Regions from separate parts of the Sus scrofa genome. Here region 1 is linked to region 2. The links are chromatin contacts, called in public Hi-C maps. All regions are on one chromosome and are shown on one strand. The core of a region is the stretch at or near the end of the contact, and the rest is flanking DNA. Distances in the headings are between cores, read along the strand shown.

The links. Hi-C and Micro-C count contacts between places; a contact is called where the count stands out from the background.
Region 1: a Hi-C map of fetal skeletal muscle shows a contact between it and region 2, with 1.6 times the contacts expected there. The contact joins the promoter of LAMTOR5 here to the enhancer-like site in region 2. A contact is called at or near these places in 5 of 47 Hi-C or Micro-C datasets (adipocytes, embryonic fibroblasts, fetal skeletal muscle and 1 more).

Annotation. Positions count from the first base shown.
Region 1 is chr4:109,719,561-109,725,472 of Sscrofa11.1, reverse strand. LAMTOR5 (ragulator complex protein LAMTOR5) reads right to left here and starts at 2,809. Exons shown (of 4, transcript XM_013997277.2): 1 at 2,473-2,809; 2 at 1,538-1,599. The coding sequence starts at 2,678.
Region 2 is chr4:109,656,947-109,662,687 of Sscrofa11.1, reverse strand. No RefSeq gene overlaps it. Among named protein-coding and RNA genes, the nearest start is that of KCNA10, 14 kb to the right of the region's middle. Within about 2 kb of position 2,242, at least 7 of the 83 cell types and tissues checked have an H3K27ac peak or open chromatin away from gene starts, as enhancers often do. A contact at or near this core is called in fetal skeletal muscle, where this site is marked.

The DNA.
Region 1 (5,912 bases), core at 1,560-4,059, 62 kb before region 2:
AAATCCTGTGAAATTGGATTGTTATGATCATTATACAACTACAGATGTGATAAATTCATTTGAGCAATAAAAAAATAAATTTATATATATTTTTATTAAACAGTAATTGATTTACAATGTCATGCCAATTTCTGCTGTACAGCAAAGTGACCGCACACACACACATTTCTTTTCTTATATTATCTTCCATCATGGTCTATCCTAAGAGATTGGATATAGTTCCCTGGGGTATACAGTAGGACCTCATGGTTTCTCCATTCTACATGTAATAGTTTGCATCTACTAACCCCAAACTCCCAGTCCATCCCACTCCCTCCCTCCTCCCCCTTGGCAACCACAAGTCTGTTCTTTATGTCTGTGAGTCTGTTTCTGTTTTGTAGGTAGGTTCATCTGTGGGACCTTGAAAGTTTCTTAAAGAAATTAATTTAGTTTTAGATTTCCATACTTGAATCTCAACCTTTCCATCTGTAAACCTGGCAAGCACCTCAAAAAAAAAAAAAAAAAAATCTCCCTTTTCTTCCAACTAACTGATTTGTGTATAAAACCTGAGTTACACAGACTAATTCTTTCAATTACCCTCCCTGCAAAAATTCAGAGCTTTAAAAAAATCTTGCAGAACAGAAGAGTAGTGAGCAGGGTGTCCTGGGTTTACTAGTTCTGACATTAATTAGCTGAAGCCTCCCATTGTTTACCTTTCTGGATTTCTTTCCTCATCTGCAATTTGTTACTATCTGTTGAGCATCATGTCTGGGTTCTGTGCTGAGTGTTTTACATATTTTATATGATCCTATATTATTGTGATGTAGAGGCTTTGGGGCCAGACTCAAATCCTAGCTCAATCACTTACTAGTTGTATGACCCTGGTCCAGTTACTCAACCTCTGTGCCTCAATTTCTTTATCTACCTCATAGGATTGTTACAAGGATTAAATGACTTGATATGTGGAAAGTGCTTATAATGGTGCCTGGCACATAGAGCTCAGTAAGTGCAATTCCATAATAATAATTATTATCAAACAACAACCCACTACAGAAACTGAAATTCGGAAAGGTTCTTTTTGGTCCAGGTTCACACTAGTAGTACAGGGGAGGGCTGGGGGTTGAACCTAGGTGTGTCTGAGCTTGCACCCCTCATTTTTACTGCCTACTTACTGTTCAGTGAAGTTGAACTAAAAAATAACACCATCCATCTGGCAGGGTTACTGGGGAAATTTAGCAGTCCCAAAATACATTCAATAAATGGTAACTGCTGTCATTATCTGAAGTCCTTTCTAGACTCTGTTTAGAATGATTCAAATACTATTCTAGAAGAAACAACTATGTAGTGCTAGAACTGCAAGGGACATCTCCACCTTTATAAGTATCAACTGAAAACATTCAGTTTTCTAATTTTGCTATTGGGAGATGATCTCTATTTACAGAAAAGTCCCCCAAAAGTGGCAGGGTGGCAGGAAATGCAAACTAGAGAAAGCACCCTAGGCTCCCAGTCAACATCAAGTGCTGTGCAATCCCTGGAAGGGCTGTTGTCAGATACTTACATCCCAGATTGAGTCCTTGTGAATCTGTGCACAGGACTCCAACAATGGATGGATTCTTCATTCTAATTCCAGGGACACAGGAAGAAAGAAGCAAATGATGTAGGAAAAATGGATTTAAATATAACACACACAGGCTTTCTATGTACCCAGCACTGCTGTTAAGTGCTTTAAATCAGTGTTAGTCTTTTTTCTTTATCCCTCATCCCTACTCCAAGAAAAATTACATTAAATCATAATAAGCTAACTTTAATGATGGTTAAACTAATTTCTCTCTGATGAGAGAAAAGACTGCCAGGTACTGCTAAGCTTTGGAGGGCTACAAACGTTGCAATAGCTAGGATTTTGTTGCCCTCGTTAAAAATATGTATTTTAGCCTACTCTCTCACTTGAAAGAACTGCTGAAAAGCTAACTAAAACTGGTTGCCCCATGGAGAGGAAGTGGGAAGCTGAGCGGCCCTGATGCAAGGGAGGTGTCTCCCTGTACGCCGTCTTAAACTTTTCTAATTTTGGATTTTACGTAGACACTATCTGTTCGAAAAATTTAAAGGATGTCTTTCATCTTCTTGAGCACCAAATAACTGGTTACACCAGAAGGAGGTACGCGTGTGTGTTTACGTTTACACTGAAGATACAGGTGGTAGGTACCTCCTTCCCCCAAATGAACTCGGTTCCTAAAACTCCTAAAGAACGGCCCCGCCCAAACAATTTCTACACGACAGGCGGGATTTGGGCTCGGACCCGGGACACTTGTTCCGGAGGGAGTGTGCGGAGCACCGGCGGGATTTAATTCCGGGTTACCCTCCACTCCCATCGGCGGCCCGGGGAGAGAACGTCCCCAAGAAGCCCAGCGGGCAGTCACAGCTCGCGCCTTCTGTTGCGCTCAAGGACAGGCCCGCCGCGAACCCAGGACAGGCCGACGTGGCCACATTACTTACGTGTCCTCCAAGTGCTGCTCCAAGGTTGCTTCCATCCCGCCGCCGTCCGCCGGGCGCACCACCCACGGTGGGTCTTCTCCTAGGAAACTGGTCTCCGGCTCCGCTTGGTCAGTCACATGATGCGAGCAGGACGCGGACCTGGACGGCGCCTCCAAAGGGACAAACTTCGTGGCGCAGTCTCGGCGTTTTCTCCGGGATGATGTCATTACGCGCCCTCTGCCGCCGCGAGCTGGGCGGGGTTCTGCTGCCTGGGGTGCGACCCGCGAGGGGACCGCGCGGGATGTACCCCCGGGAGGGAGGTCTGTAGTCTTCCCTTGGAGCCAGCTTCCTGGCCTGTCCCTTTGTCTCCGCCGTACAGACCTTTGGATTTCGATTCCACCGACTCCGAGAAGTCGGGCCAGGTCTGGTTGAAGTTTTACAATAATCCGGCCGGCCCCGCGGGGTCCCATCCAGGTGGTAGGGCAGGGACAGACAAGAGAGACACAGGATTCCGATGAAGGGTTCCCCAGGCTTGGAGGGACAAAGAGAGGAAGGACAAGGGACTAGAGGATGAGGCGGAACAAAATTAAAACCCCAAGCTGGGTAGGGGGGCAAGTGTTGCGATTTTTCGAAGACGTTGGTTCTTCCTCTTTGGAGAGGATTCGGGAACGTTTGAGAAAGAAGGTGTCATTGTAATAAAGACTGGGTAGGACCACTTAAAAAGTAACCTTTAAAAAAAGTTAATTACAAAAGCAGTTATAGGGAGTTCTGGTCGTGGCTCAGTGGCTAACGAATCCGACTAGGAACCATGAGGTTGTATGTTCGATCCCTGGCTTGCTTAGTGGGTTAAAGATCCGGCGTTGCGGTGAGCTGTGGTGTAGGTCGCAGACCCGGCTCGATCCCACGTTGCTGTGGTGGCTCTGGCGTAGGCGGGCTACTACAGCTCCGATTCGACCCCTAGCCTGGGAACCTCCATATGCCGCAGGAGCGGCCCTAGAAAAGACATAAAGACAAAAATTAAAAAAAAAAGCAGTTGTAAAAATAAGGAAAGAAAGCCCACCCATTGTCTTTGTCCGGAGATGACTGATAAGGCCTTGGAGAATATTCTTTCCGCCGGTTGGTTGTCTTTGCAAATGTATACTTTGTGTTATTGTTTTTTCTTTTTTAAAGCTAAGTTGACACACATATTGTACAAACAATTCTGTAGCTTATCTTTTTCACAAAATTTAGCAAAAATGTCTTTCTGACATAAAGTTCATTTACGGCATTTGTAATACTTAGAAAATATTACATATTATAGCTTAACCAACCCCTTATTAATGTACAGTTAGGTTGCTTATAGTTTTGTTGTTGTCGTTGTTATGTTTGGGTTTTGGCTGTGACAAATGCTGGATGAATATTCTTATGGCCAAATATTTGTGCAGTTTAAATTTTTTCTTATAGTAAGTTACAAGAATGGAATTATTGGGTCAAGGTTTTAAAGTCTTTTAATATACACTTACAAGTTACCCCCCAGAAAGGTGGTTCCAGTTTACACTCAGATTGGTAGCATTTTGATGAGAATGGGAGTGTGCCCAGAGGCTCACCCATCCCCCCATAAGCCTCTACCCGCTCCCTGTAATCCTCCTGGCAGCACACCTCGACCTCCCTTTTCTCCAGCCCTCTCTCCTCCAGCTTTTATTCACTTTCCAGCTTTACTCAGCTTTCACTTCTGTTCTGGGGCACAGCTTCCCGGTTCCTCTTGCCTTGAATTCAAGAGTCCCTCTTTATTCCCTAGCTGTGATGGTGAGAAACTTTCAGCTTCCTTAAAATTCCAGCCTTGAATGTCGTAATTCAGGAGTTTTAGACTCCTGGCCTAGAGAAATGATTTATATTAACTTAGGGGTTACTATAATATGCGACATTTAAATTTTAGAAAAAGCAGTTTAAAACCACTCTTAAAAGATAGCATTAAAAAACGTCGGGAGCCCGCCCACTTGTCCTGCAGTACCGAGGCAGCTGGGTACTGCAGTACCGCCCCCTTGTGGTCCATGTGGTGTAAAGCTCTGCTGGTCTAGGGCTTCTCAGCTCTGGCTTTTTTTAACCTTCGAGGCAGCGCTGTCCAATAGAAACGTAATTTTGTTTGTTTATTTATTTATTATTATTTTAATAGTTATTTCACCATACAATTTTTTTTCTACTGTACAGCATGGTGACCCAGTTACACATACATGTAGACATTCTATTTTCGCTCATTATCATGCTCCATCATTTGAGTATATGTAGTTCCCAGTGCTACACAGCAGGATCTCATTGGTAAGAAACGTAATTTTATTTATTTTTTATTTATTTATTTTTTTTGCAATTTCTTGGGCTGCTCCCACGGCATGTGGAGGTTCCCAGGCTAGGGGTCGAATCGGAGCGATAGCCACTGGCCTGCACCAGAGCCACAGCAACTCGGGATCCAAGCCGCGTCTGCAACCTACACCACAGGTCACGGCAACGCCGGATCCTTAACCCACTGAGCAAGGCCAGGGATCGAACCCGCAACTTCATGGTTCCTAGTCAGATTCATTAACCACTGAGCCACGATGGGAACTCCAGAAACGTAATTTTAAATGTCTTGGTAGCCACACTAAAAAACTTAAACAGGTGGAATTAATTTTAATATTTTATGTATCCATATACTGTGTCCAAAATACTATCATTTCACCATGTAATCAATTTAAAAAATACAGAGGTTTTTTTGTTGTTGTTGTCGTTGTTGTTTTGTTTGTTTGTTTTTTGCATTCTCCCCCCCCCCCCCCGCAGACTAAGTCTTCAAAATCTGGAGTTTATTTTACACAGACAGCATGTTTCCCTTCAGACCAGCCATATTTCAAGTGCTCAATAGCCGTGTGTGGCTGCTGGTCAGCACTGGGTAATGGAGCTTCAGGCTACCTCTGATTATCTCAAAGCCAGACCAGTGATTATAGGATTCTCAGAAAAGCTGGTGATCTTTTGGTGCTGTTAAGGCAGGTCTCTGAAGGGAGAGTGAACAAAGAGGAAGAGGAGGACGGCCGGCTCAGACATCCTCGTTGCTCTGGAGGTGGAAGGCAGGCTCTTCCACACCACCCGGTCTTTCTGTGTCCTGCTGCTGTTTTGCCTCTGCCCAGATGGGCAGAGCGAGTGAGGTGTTTTATATAAGCTGGAGAAATGCTGGGGCCTGGGGCCATGGTTAGTTGGAGTAGGTCTCTGACCCCTAAGTGTTTTCTGCTTTCTTCAGCTTGTAGCATATTTGAGGATTCTTTAGGCTTAGTTTTGAGTGCAGATAACCACTTTTGAGGTGACAGGAAAAGTCCGAAGGTACCCATATTGCCTCATTGCATTGCAAGTTTTTCTTTTTTTGTGTTTATTCTTGGTCATGCCCACAGCACGCTGATGTTCCCAGGCCAGGGATCATACCTTTGCCACAGCAGTGACCCAAGCTGCTGCAGTGATAA
Region 2 (5,741 bases), core at 993-3,492:
CTCGAAGGCCTTAGGAGGGGGCGGGGCCGGGTCAGTACCTAGCCCCGCCCCCGCCCTATCCGGTCACCCCGCCCACAGCGAGCAGAGGGGCCGCAGAGTCAGGTGGCACGTCTCTGAGAGCCTGAAGCTGCAGGCTTGCCTGTGACACTTCATCAGTGGGAGCAGAGGGGGTGAGGGGGAGAGGGAGTGAGGGGGTGGCTGTTCTCCACCAGGAGCTGCCGAAGGGGTCCTGTTGACAGGCCCTTCCGGGGGCATCTCCTGGGGTCTTTCCCAGCTGTGCCCAAGGACAAACGAGCTGAGGGACTCAGGGCAGTGAAGAGGCTGTGGCAGGGGCTTTCTGGGTCTTTGGCGGTGCACAGTGGTCCCCGGCAGGGAAGGGGCAGGGCTGTGGGGTGGGAGATGACGTGGAGGGGGGCGGCCTCAGGCAGCATCCAGGGGGAGGTGAGGGGTCTGGGGTGGCCTGGGGCAGAGGAGGAGGGAGAATGTCCCAGGACTTGGACGACGGAGGGCAGCCTTGGAGTTTGAGGTTTCCGCGGTCAGGGAGACAAGCATGATGCCAGGGAGTAAGTCCTGGCATTAGGTGGCTTCTTGAAGCCTCACTTATCTTCCCTAAGACCAATACTGCCTGTTTGCCAGGAATAAGACAGAACTGGGCCACTGTCATTATTTTTAGGCTTTTTGTAGATTAAAAGAAAAAAAAAAAAAGCTGAACACGCTCACAAAAACTGTTATATTTCAATGGATTACACCTAAATGGTATTTTAAACATCCAAACCTCAACTGGAGATCATGGAGAAAGTTTTTAATCGTCATATTTGCATTGATAGGATGACTTTTGTAAGTGAGAAGCTTGGACCAAATGGTCCCCCACAGCAACCTCCCTCCACCTCCCAGCCTGCGTGGTGCCTCTCTCCCAAGAGGGTGGTGACAGATGGGTGAAACAGCGCCTTCCTGGGGCTGACGGGCCTTGCCAGCCTCAGTCTACTCCTGGGATTTCTCCTGGCTGCACAGAAGTCTCCGCTTGGAATGTTCTCCACGCTCCCACCCTTTTGCCCAACCTTTCATTGTCCTTCGAATCTCCTTTGAGTCCTGATCTGGTCAGGATGCTCCTGGCCAGGCTGGGTTTGGTGCCCTCTTGTGGCCTCTGCTGGGCCCAGCACTTTCCCTAGGGTACGCTTGGTATTTTTATTTTATGGACCGGGGCTCCCCAAGGACAGACACTGTGCACCTGCCTTTGATGGTTTGGCGGCCTGGCTCATGGAATACCCCCTCATGTATTGCTGAATGAATGAGTGAATGAATGAATGGCTCACTCATCCTTATACCTCTTGATGCTGATCCCTTCTTTCTTCTCCATCTTTCTAACCACCTGCCCTCACTGCACACTCAGGCCTGCTCTGTATCCTTCTCCCTCCCACTGTGAGCCTGGGAGGACCCTAAAGGGGAAGAAGGGGCTGAGCTGCCTGCAGGGTTTTAAGTTTCTGCCAGGAGGCCCATATGGGCTCTGCTTCAGTCCCGGCTCCCTGGGGGTCTGCAAGGTGACAAAGGGGCCTTGGATGGGGCATCTGCCATGTGCTTGTCAAGAGCCAACCTGGAGGTCAGTGAGGAGCTAAGATGCTGGGAGGGACCCTGCAGGGTTGGTATCTCCCCCCAGTGCTGCCTGCTGACCAGAACCAGGGCCAGGAGGGGCAGCTGAGGAAGCTCGGTGGCCATTCATGTCCAACCCCATGCACCTGCTGCTGCCTGTCTGCTGCCAGGGCCACACCCCATACCCTGCAAGGCTGGCCTCTGGGCACTTGTTCATGCCATTCCCTTTGCTTGCTTTCTCCTGTCCGCTCTCTCCAGCCTGTGAACTGCTCCTCTCCCTAACGTGACACCCCCCACCGCACCAGACTGCCACCTCCCAGCTTCCTAAGTGCCAGGCAGGCAGGGACCTTCACGACAGCGTTTACGTAGCCTTTGCGATTCCATTACACGTAGGTCTCTCTGCTCAAGTCCCCGAATGGACAGCACAGCATCTTTCCTCTCTGAACCCTCAGTGCCCAGGGAACTTGCTGGCACACTGTGGAGGCCCAGAAAGGCTTAGGCCTTTCGATATGAGCAGGCATGTCTCTGACTGTGTGGCGTGAATCCTAAGTGTGGAGAAACAGGAGCTCACGAAGACGCCAGGGTAAACACCCGCACACCCACAGTCTCCAGGCCCTGCCTGCCTCTGCCCCAGGGTGTGCCCTGGTCTGGCCCAGAGAGGCCTCAGGCCCTGTTTCCAGCTCCTCTCCCCTCCCTGTCACTCATTTTCCTGCCAGTTCTTCTCATGCGAATGAGAGGAAGCTTTGGCCAGAGAGGCGCTTGGAAAGGAAGTCTTTGAAATGGAAATGTTATGACAAAATGATGGATTGTTGTCTGAGCTGTGCAGTTTGTTTCTTGCTTGCAGCCGCAGAAGGAAGGAGAGCTCTATCCCGGGAGCCGTGGAGGTTGCCCTGGCAAGAAGCCCTAGACAGCAGGAGGGGCGAGCCAAAGGCACACCCGGGCAGGAAGCAGCAGGCTGCAGGACGGTGGGGTGAAGGAGAGCCTGGAGCAGGCAGAGAAACACAGCCAGGACACTGCCCAGTAGCCCTGGCTGGGCTGGAGCCCCCACCGGCCAGGGGGTGCAACACCTTCCTGCTGAGGCCTGAAGAAACATCTGGTGGGTCCTTCTGCCAAGGCCACACCCACCACCAACCCATGCTGTTCCCTTTGCCCGATGTCCCTTTCTCCTTGCTGTCACCTGTGAACTGCGCTTCATCCTTCAAGGCCAGCTTACACATCCCCCTCTGAGAAGCCGCCCGCACTGCACGGGATGCCACTTCACCCAAACCCTCTAAACCGCAGGAATGCCCATGGCTGACCCCTGGCTGCTTAGTTTCCTTCAGGCTACTAAGAATTGTCATCTGTTTTGTTTATTAAAAAATATGTTTTGGAGTCTCTCTTGTGGCTCAGCAGGTTAAAGAACCGACGTTGTGTCTGTGAGGACATGGGTTTGATCCCTGGCCTCGCTCAGCCGGCTAAGGATCCTGTGTTTCTATGGAGGGGCGTAGGCTGAAGCTGCAGCTCTGATCTGACCCCTGGCCAGGGACCTTCCATATGCCACAGTAGACATATAATACACACAAATATTTTTTTGTTTTGCTTAGTTTTTTCAGGGTCGAACTTGCAGCATATGGAAGTTCCTAGGCTAGGGGCCAAAGCTGCTGACCTACACCATAGCCACAGCAATGCCAGATCCTTAACCCACTGAGAGGGGCCAGGGATCGAACCCACATCCTCATGGATGCTAATCGGGTTTGTTTCCACTGAGCCACGTTGGGAACTCCTATATACGTTTTATGTATACTTTTTTTCATGTACATGTGTTTTGAGTACCTCCTGGGTGTGAAGCTCTGCTCTATGCACCGTGTCCCACTGTGAATGCAGCACGAGGAACCTCTATCCTCACGGAGCTGTGGGGCTCACAGACCTGGCAGACAAGAAGTGTGAACAGTGCAGCCTGTTGGATGGTGTTCAGTGCCATGGGAGAGAGACGGGCGGGATGACACGAGACTGCTGTGGGAGCCGGCTGTGCTCTAAAGCCAGGTGGGAAGGGAAGGCTCCAGGAGGAGGTGACCTTTGAGCAAAAACATGCGAGAGGCAGGAAGGCCTGTGGCTGTAAGGGAGAGCATTATAGGCAGAAGGAACAGCGTGTGAGGTTTTAATCAACACTTAACAAGTAGAAGTTACCAGTAAACAAATACGGATATGTTATTTTTTGTTTAGGACTTTCTGATGAGATGACCCTGTCTTTGAGGGCAGGAGTCACATCTCAATCCTTTTGTCGTTCATAGCACTTCTGTGTTTGATGCAGAGTAATTGTTCAGTAGATGTATGTTGAATGAATAAACGGACTGAACGATTTCCTCTCTAAACATTTCAGCGCGGGAGGGCTGCTCAGTGCTTGTCCTGGAGCGCCCTCTAGTGGCCGAATCTCAAATGCCAGCCTTGGACGCTGTCAAGGGTGCAGCGTTCCTCTTTCCCACCCCAAGCCAACCAAACAGAAGAAGGTATGGCGCCCATTCGGCCTGTGCGTCCAAGCCCCTGACGTGGGGCAGGGATTTGCACAGAGGAAAAGGAAGCGGGCTTGGCACCTGGAAACCTCGCCCCCTCCGCTGGTCTCCGGGTGAGCCCTGGGTGGCTCATGGAAGCCAGTCCCTCCCTGGGGCAGCCCATGACAGGCTCCCCACCCCCTCTGCTACTCCAGCTGGGCCACCTGGCCTTCACCAGCCTCCGGACGACCTACAAAGGGCCCCAGATGAGGTGTCACCTCTACAGTCCGATCTCTGAGAGTGAAGCCAGAGGGCAGCCCAGAGCTGTGATGAGATGGGGCGGCTGGGAAGGGGGACTTGTCGCGAGTGGGCTGCACAGAAGCTCAGCAGGGCTCCAGGATCCAAAGTGGGCCAGGCAGGCTGGGGAAGAGGCACTGAGTCTAGGATTTGCCTTTTAGCTTTGGCAGCGTTGACTACCTCCTTTGGTCGCTGGGTGGGCAGCCCCCAGCATCTAAGGCCCTGGAGCAGAGGGCTCTGGTGTCAGGCCTCTTGGCCCTGCATAGGATGTCCGGCAGTGGGAGCTCTAAAGGCCAGGACTTCTGTCTTTGATGAAATAAGACCTACTCCTCCAAGTTCCTATTGTGGCTCAGAGGGTTTAGAACCCGCCTAGTATCCATGAAGACTTGGGTTTGATCCCTGGCCTTGCTCAGTGGGTTAAGGATCTGGCATTGCTGTGGCTGTGGCTGGCAGCTGCAGCTCCAATTCAACCCCTAGACTGGGAATTTCCATATGTCAAGGGTGCAGCCCTAAAAAGACCTACTCCTCCAGGTGCTTGTAGTCCAGAGGCTTCCTCCCTGGAGAGCCCAGCCACGTTCCCATTCATCATCACACTTTTCCCTTACTGCTGTTCTCCACGGGCAGTTCTTATGTGCTCCCATTTTACAGCTGAGGAAACTGAGGCCCTGATATGGAAAGATCACGTGACCTAATAAATGGCAGGGTTGGCGCTGAACGCAGTCTGACATCCTTCAATTTATTTAAACCTTTAAAAACCTGTTTCTCTATCAGGTCCTTACCACCCCGCGTGAAAGGAGATCCAGACAATTACCAGCTACAGTGAGAACAAAGCACTTCTCTTTATTTCTCTTACTTCAAGGCAGGGGCATCGTGTCCAGACTCTTGGCTTTGGTGACCAGACCCTCCCTGATGACTTGGGATCAAGTCCAACCTCCAGCTGGGCTCAGGTTCCAAGCCTGGGACCTCAAGGGGCCACCCTGGTGCTGGCAGTTCCAGGTTTGGGAGGTGGTTCCTTCCTTCCCTTCCCCCCAGAGGAACCCTCTCTGCGACTGAGACCTCTGTAATCTGGTCTTCTCCCTTTCTTCATGGAGGCAGTAAAGGAACGCAAGCATGCTGGGAAGCACTCAACGCCTGGCAGGTGGGGGACCAGGGCTTCCATGTTGCTGCCCTGCTCAGGCTGGTGCCTCTTGTCAGGCCTCCGTGCTGTTCCTCCCTCCCTCCTTCTTCCCATCCCCAGCCCAGGACGCTTCTCATTCCCCAGAAAAGGGCTGGAGGATATTGCTTCAGGAGGCAGAGTCAGGCCTGGTGTGTGTGTGTGTGTGTGTGTGTGTGTGTGTGTTTTGGGAGGTAATTCTTGACCTCAGGGGTGCTTTATGAGGGAGGGCAAAG